2 separate regions of the Zea mays genome follow, and region 1 is linked to region 2. Evidence: chromatin contacts called from public Hi-C data. All regions are on one chromosome and are shown on one strand. The core of a region is the stretch at or near the end of the contact, and the rest is flanking DNA. Distances in the headings are between cores, read along the strand shown.

Region 1 (2,998 bases), core at 65-2,564, 400 kb before region 2:
TAAGAGGGAAAAATGTCAGAGCCGCAATCAGGCAGTGAGCACGAACCTTGATCATGGACAGAACCACTGTTACAAAACTGTACAACACATGAGTGATACCAAGGATGAAGAGAAACCGGTGCAGCTGCTCAAGGCCCTCGTACGAAACAAAAGGTTCATGGCCCTGCAAGTGACAGATTAGGTTCCAACCCAAGCGATGAGTGAACAGTGTGCTCCGCTCCCAGTTCCATTGACCTCAATAGGCTGGGAGCAGGACATCTGGGTTACCAATACCTCGCCACAGACGTGCAGCCGTTGGCCACCGAACATGTTCTTGTCGAGCGCCGTCTGGTTGGCGTCCGTGTTGCGCAGCAGGTCCTGGTAGTCGCTCTCGGAGCAGATGTAGAAGCGGCTGGTGAAGAGCGAGGACGGCACGCAGATCTCCGATATGAAGCGCGCCGTCTGGCTGAGCAGCAGCGAGATGACTCCGAGCAGCATCAGCTCTGCGTGCAGACATGGCTTCTATTGGTGAGAGGCTAACAGTCGAACAGCTTGCGAGAGGCGGCAGTGGCAGCAGAAACATTCACGGTTGAGCTTGAGCAGGTAGGAAGAAGTGAGTGTGACGAGGTCGCCACAGGGTATCTAGATCCTTGGAGACAATGTAGTACCCTGTCTAAAGCTAGCAGCATTGCAAGGCAATGAATAGTACTACCAAACTACCAACCCGTCCATGAATATTCAGTTGCAGCAAGCAAACAAACAAATCAACATCGGCCAGTTAGAAAGGCTGCTGAGTGCTGAGCTCCTCAAATTGTGGAATGATACATGGTAGTCACATGTACAGTAGTGCACCGCTATCTAGTTCAGCAATTCAGCAGGCAGCACAAGAGCGCGTTCAGATTAGGGCGATAAAAAGCAGGTGAGGACGAAGGAAAGGGCGAGACGGCGAGGCCGCGAGGGAGGGAGGGGAAGTGGGAACGTACCTTCGCGGATCTTCTCGAGCGCGGCGAGCATGGCCTTCCGCTTGGTCTTGCGCAGCCACTGCGGTGCGGAGCGAACAACAGCCGGCGGGGGTCAGCTAAGCGAACAGCAGCAAAGCAGTAGTGAGGCGAGAAGAATGCCCCGTGCGGGCGGGACTCTGTCACCTTGGCGAAGCGCGAGAGGGAGCGCTCGACGAGGAAGCAGGCAGCGACCATGAGCGTGGTGACGGTTGCCACGGACCAGGTGGGCGTCTCCGCCAGCGACCGCCCCTGCTCCGCCGCCATCCCGCCCCGCTCAGCTCACCGCCGGATCACTCGGCTCCCGCCACCTTCAGTTCCAGCTGCCCTGATATCTGGATTTACGCGATGGTATTATTGGGATTTGGAAGCGGCGAGGAAGTGGTGAGGTCGGAGTAATTAATGCGGATCGAGGCGGAGGGGAGGTGGGTGGCATGCGGATGCGGTTGGGTCGGCGCGGGATCCATCGGCATCAGAGCAGCAACGGCAGGCACCGCGCGAGAGGAGAGCATTCAAGTGGCAACAGCATCAGAAATTCGGGAAGGTCGGAGGAGGGGGAGTTTGGTCAGCTAGCAGCCTTGCAGAGCCTGCAGAGGCAGCAGCGGCCAGCGGCACATGGGGGCATGGGGCGGCACGAGCACGAGCGCCGAGGCCGTAGCCCATAAGCGGTCCGCAGCGCAAGCCCCACGTGCTCTCGTTTCTTCTCGCCGTGCCAAAACCCAAAACATAGAGATAAAACCTTGTACGGACGAGGACACATTTTTTAAGACACAACTAGTTAGTAATCTGCGCGCTACAACGGTATATAAAATATTCAACAAAATGTTAGTGTTCTTATGTTTATTTGTTTTATGTTCATTGGTATATCCAAAAAAACATGAATAGAAGTGCGTAAAAGAAGAAGTGAAATAGAGAGGAATGCAAGTGTATCGTACAAACAACATATAGTGCGTACATCCAATATACAATAGTAGCTAGCAAGTTTACACAAGTAGAATACAATAGAACTAAACATATTAGCATGCACTTGCTGACGGGGGATATAAATATAGTCTTCCCGGTGGATATAAACACAGTTTTTCCGGTTTCCATTCCCCTGCCGCCATGGAGTCGGAGAATGCATAGTTGTCCGCAGGCAGTGCTACTGCTGCACCTAGGCGTGCTCGCGCCGCCGCTAGCAAAGCGGTCGAGTTACAATACCCAGTCGGCCAAGAGTTACTTGGATCGTGTCTAACACATCATTTATATGATCGTCCAAAACACTGATTTACACTATAGACTACATTATTCGCAAAATAAAGTTTAAATATGAGTACGAGAATAGATTCGGAAAGTGAAAGTTAAATATGAGCATGAGAATAGGTAAGCTGCTAGAGATAGTCTTATGTGTTGCTTTCATGGTTACAATACCCTAGTCGTGCAAGAGTGGGCAGCATCCACAAACAGTTTTGCACTGAACAAAAAAAAGATTTTGAGTTCATTCGACACAGTTGTCAACTGAACTGATTCAGCAGTTCAGTTTTCGAAAAAAACAAAATTAATTGCAAGAGATTAAAATTCCAATTCCAAAAGTCTGATTACCTTGTGCCAGTGCTCAGCCCAACGGTGCCTTCACTCATTAGGCGCCTACCAATTTTGCCAAGGTCCCCTACAACAACAAAATGCTCGGTGGTGGCAGCCTCACCAGCCTTCTCATCTGGCTTCTCGTATGGCAACATGTGGAATGCCCGACGTTCAGAGATGCATGTCTTCCAGACCATCCCCTAAAACATCGTCAGTAACAGGGAGATGAACCCCAGAAGCATCAACTTTGCATCACACTAAATAAAGAGCTAAAGTTTGTGTCATAAATATTTTTTATCTCATAGGTAAAAAAGAGATACGAAGATTCCAACCCTTATTCTATGCTCTAACTTACCTAGGTATTTCAACCTGCAATACCAAACCAGCAAACAACAAGCACGTCAAGGATAGCTTATATACATATAAAACATGACTAATCCTTCCAATTCTTTTCTTCC
Region 2 (2,971 bases), core at 25-2,524:
CGCCCGCCGCCGTTTCCTGCTCCTGCTTCATCACCAGTGGCTGCTTGATGATGCCGGTTTCCTCCGGCGGCTGGTAGGCCGCTAGGCTGATGGACAGGTTGAGGTCGATGTCGAGGTGGCGCCGCGGCGGCGTGGCGGACCGCGGCTCGTCGTCGCTGCTACGGCTGTAGGCCTCGTCCGGCGAGTTCGAGATGACGACGACCTCCAAGTGGTCCTGGTGCGGATGGCCTGCTGGACCGCCGCCGGCCGCTCGCTTCTGCGGCTCCTGCAGCTGGTAATGCTGCTGCCCCGCGGTCGCGCTGGCGAGCGGGCGGTGCGTCTGCGGGTCCATGCCGCGGGCGAGGAGCTTGCGCTTGATGTGCGTGTTCCAGTAGTTCTTGATCTCGTTGTCCGTCCTGCCCGGCAGCCTCCCGGCGATGAGCGACCACCTGCATACACATACGCGATCAGGAACGGTTCTTCTTTTTTTAATTTCATCTCTATGGACATGCATGGCATGGCAGCCTACTTGTTGCCGAAGAGCTCGTGGAACTTGATGATGAGGTCATCCTCCTCCTCGGTGAAGTTGCCGCGCTTGAGGTCCGGGCGCAGGTAGTTGATCCACCGCAGCCGGCAGCTCTTCCCGCAGCGCAGCAGACCTGCACAGCCGTCCATCCGCCCCGCACATCTATCAAACTCACCCCATCTTGGAAACATACAAGCATGGCATGCATATATCTTGATCCGCATCCTACGCACCTGCGGCTTTTGGTAGCGATCTCCAGCAGCCCTCGCCGTGGGCCTTGATGTAGGCGACGAGGCGCTGGTCCTCCTCCTTGGTCCACGCGCCCTTGTTGGTGTGCGCCTGCTCGCAGCACGGGGACCTCCCCATGCCGGCCGCCCGCCAGGCAGAGATCGACGACAGCCACGCCGCGCACAGACAGAGAGGCCTCGCTGCTGCCGGAGTGGGTGGGAGTACGTAGTCGATCGGAGGATGCTGGACTGGTGGCGGCGATCGATGGCGTGGTTTTGCTGCGAGCCTTTCGCGAATGGAGAACAGAACAAAGGCAAGGAGCCGGGGAGGAGCGGGGGAGGAGTGGTTGGTTTTATACGAAAGAGGGGTCGAGGTGGAGAGCGTGGAGGAGCGAGGGCCGAGGGTGCCCGCCCCATTGACCCGGATCCCTGTGAGTGAGCCATGGCCCCGTGCCCATGCATTTGACCGAGTTGGTGTGGTGGTGTGATGGGGTGGGAGGTGGACCACCCGGTCGAGTGGTTGGTTGGCTGCGAAGCAGAGCCGCAGCGAGGGGAGAGGAGGGGAGGGGCGCTGCCTGTATTTGGTAGGTGTAGGTAGGTAGGTAGGTAGGTGCGCTTCACTTGAGTGCCCGTTGTCCTATTTCCGTTGGGATTTTGCTAAATTCAGGTATATGGATTTTAGTTTTTTTCAGATAATAGTTATTATATATTTTTAATACTAAAATTACATATACGATTTATTGTATTTTATATAGATATAGTCTGTAATTTGTAGTTTCGAGAATAAAGAATTTATAAGACAACATTATAAACCTAACAAATCTAATTACGTGTTGGCACGATAATAATAAAAAAAATATTTGTATAGTTAAGCAAAGACAAAAAAAAATGATTTGTTATAATACAAAGACAAATCATAAAAGCAACATTTCATACTAATTAGGTTATACATGCGTGTTGACTCAAATTATCTAAAATTCAGACACTTTTATGCAGTTTTTTCTTTGTGTTTTTTTATTAATTTTTTTCCATTTGATGGTCACCATCCTTCCTCCCATGCTGCTTTTATTCCAGTTTGTTCTGGGGAAGGGAGCTTGCTAGCTGTACGCTGGGACTGTACCCAGCTGCAGCTACAGGCTAGGCTGGTAGACGCGGACGGCATGCTTAATAATTGATCGTATAGTAGTGGTGTATAATTTTAGCTAGTCCTAATCAGATATTAATGCTGCAAATAATGATCACATATTTTGAGATGAAACCTACCACGGCCTCTTCTGTTATTTTTGGTTTTCCCAACCTTTATCTCTACTAATATAAATCACTAATTTTAATAGTCGTCCGGCGTCTCGTATAAGATGTTTCCTTCATCCATCTCGTCTACAAACTAGAGATAAGGTAAAACTTATATGCCGGCTAAGAGTACATGACTATATATTATATATATATATATATATATAATTTGTTTTTATGTAATTGTTGTGTCTTAAAACTTTATCGAATATTTAGTCTCTGTTTGGTTTGAGTGACTAAAGATTAGTTCTTTTATTTTATTCTCATTTAGTCTTTAAGGCCTGTTTGGTTGGCTTCTCCCTGTAGCCTTGTTGCATGAGCCAGGCCGCGCGGGAGCCTGGTTTCAAAGATGCGACCAATTTGCTCGCGCCTGCAGACCCTGACCCAGGGTGCTTTGAGTATCGTACAAGCCTCGCTCTACATCTGCATGCATGTAACCAAACACACACCTCGCACGCGTAGATCCTCGTTGACAACAAACAAACACTAGCTCATTATATCCCGCGATGCAGGCACCAGCAAATACAGGCAACCAAACTCACGATAAATATCAAACGGTGGGACTAAAATAAGAACTAAACTAGTTTAGTCTCTAGTCCATCAAAGGGTGACTAAATGAGACTAAACCATATTAATTTCACTTTTTGCCCCTTAATTATTTTAGTTCCACTAATTGAGAGAGAATGGGTGGTATTTTGGTCTTCTTATTATTTATTTAATGTGCTCTAAATACTTTTAGCTGCTACAACCAAATAGGATAATGACTAAATTTTAGTCCCCTAATTAAACTTTAGTCCTTGGACTAAAGAAACCAAACATGCCCTAATACATGTGTGATATATTCTTATTGTAATGTTGTTGTAACTGTGCTCTGAATTAGAATATAATCTTGGTGTCATATATATGCATAGGTATGAAATAGAAGATCAATTAACTGGAGCAGTCATGT

Evidence for each region. A called contact is a pair of places that touch in the nucleus more often than the background predicts.
Region 1: a Hi-C map of leaf shows a contact between it and region 2, with 4 times the contacts expected there. The contact joins the promoter of LOC542062 here to the promoter of LOC100384270 in region 2. A contact is called at or near these places in 3 of 25 Hi-C or Micro-C datasets (ear, leaf and tassel).

What each region holds. Positions count from the first base shown.
Region 1 is chr4:213,586,510-213,589,507 of Zm-B73-REFERENCE-NAM-5.0, reverse strand. LOC542062 (barley mlo defense gene homolog 4) reads right to left here and starts at 1,314. Exons shown (of 15, transcript NM_001111699.1): 1 at 1,125-1,314; 2 at 963-1,020; 3 at 274-482; 4 at 47-163. The coding sequence starts at 1,244.
Region 2 is chr4:213,189,414-213,192,384 of Zm-B73-REFERENCE-NAM-5.0, reverse strand. LOC100384270 reads right to left here and starts at 1,274. Exons shown (of 3, transcript NM_001176835.1): 1 at 739-1,274; 2 at 509-638; 3 at 1-428. The coding sequence starts at 1,194. The coding sequence ends at 82.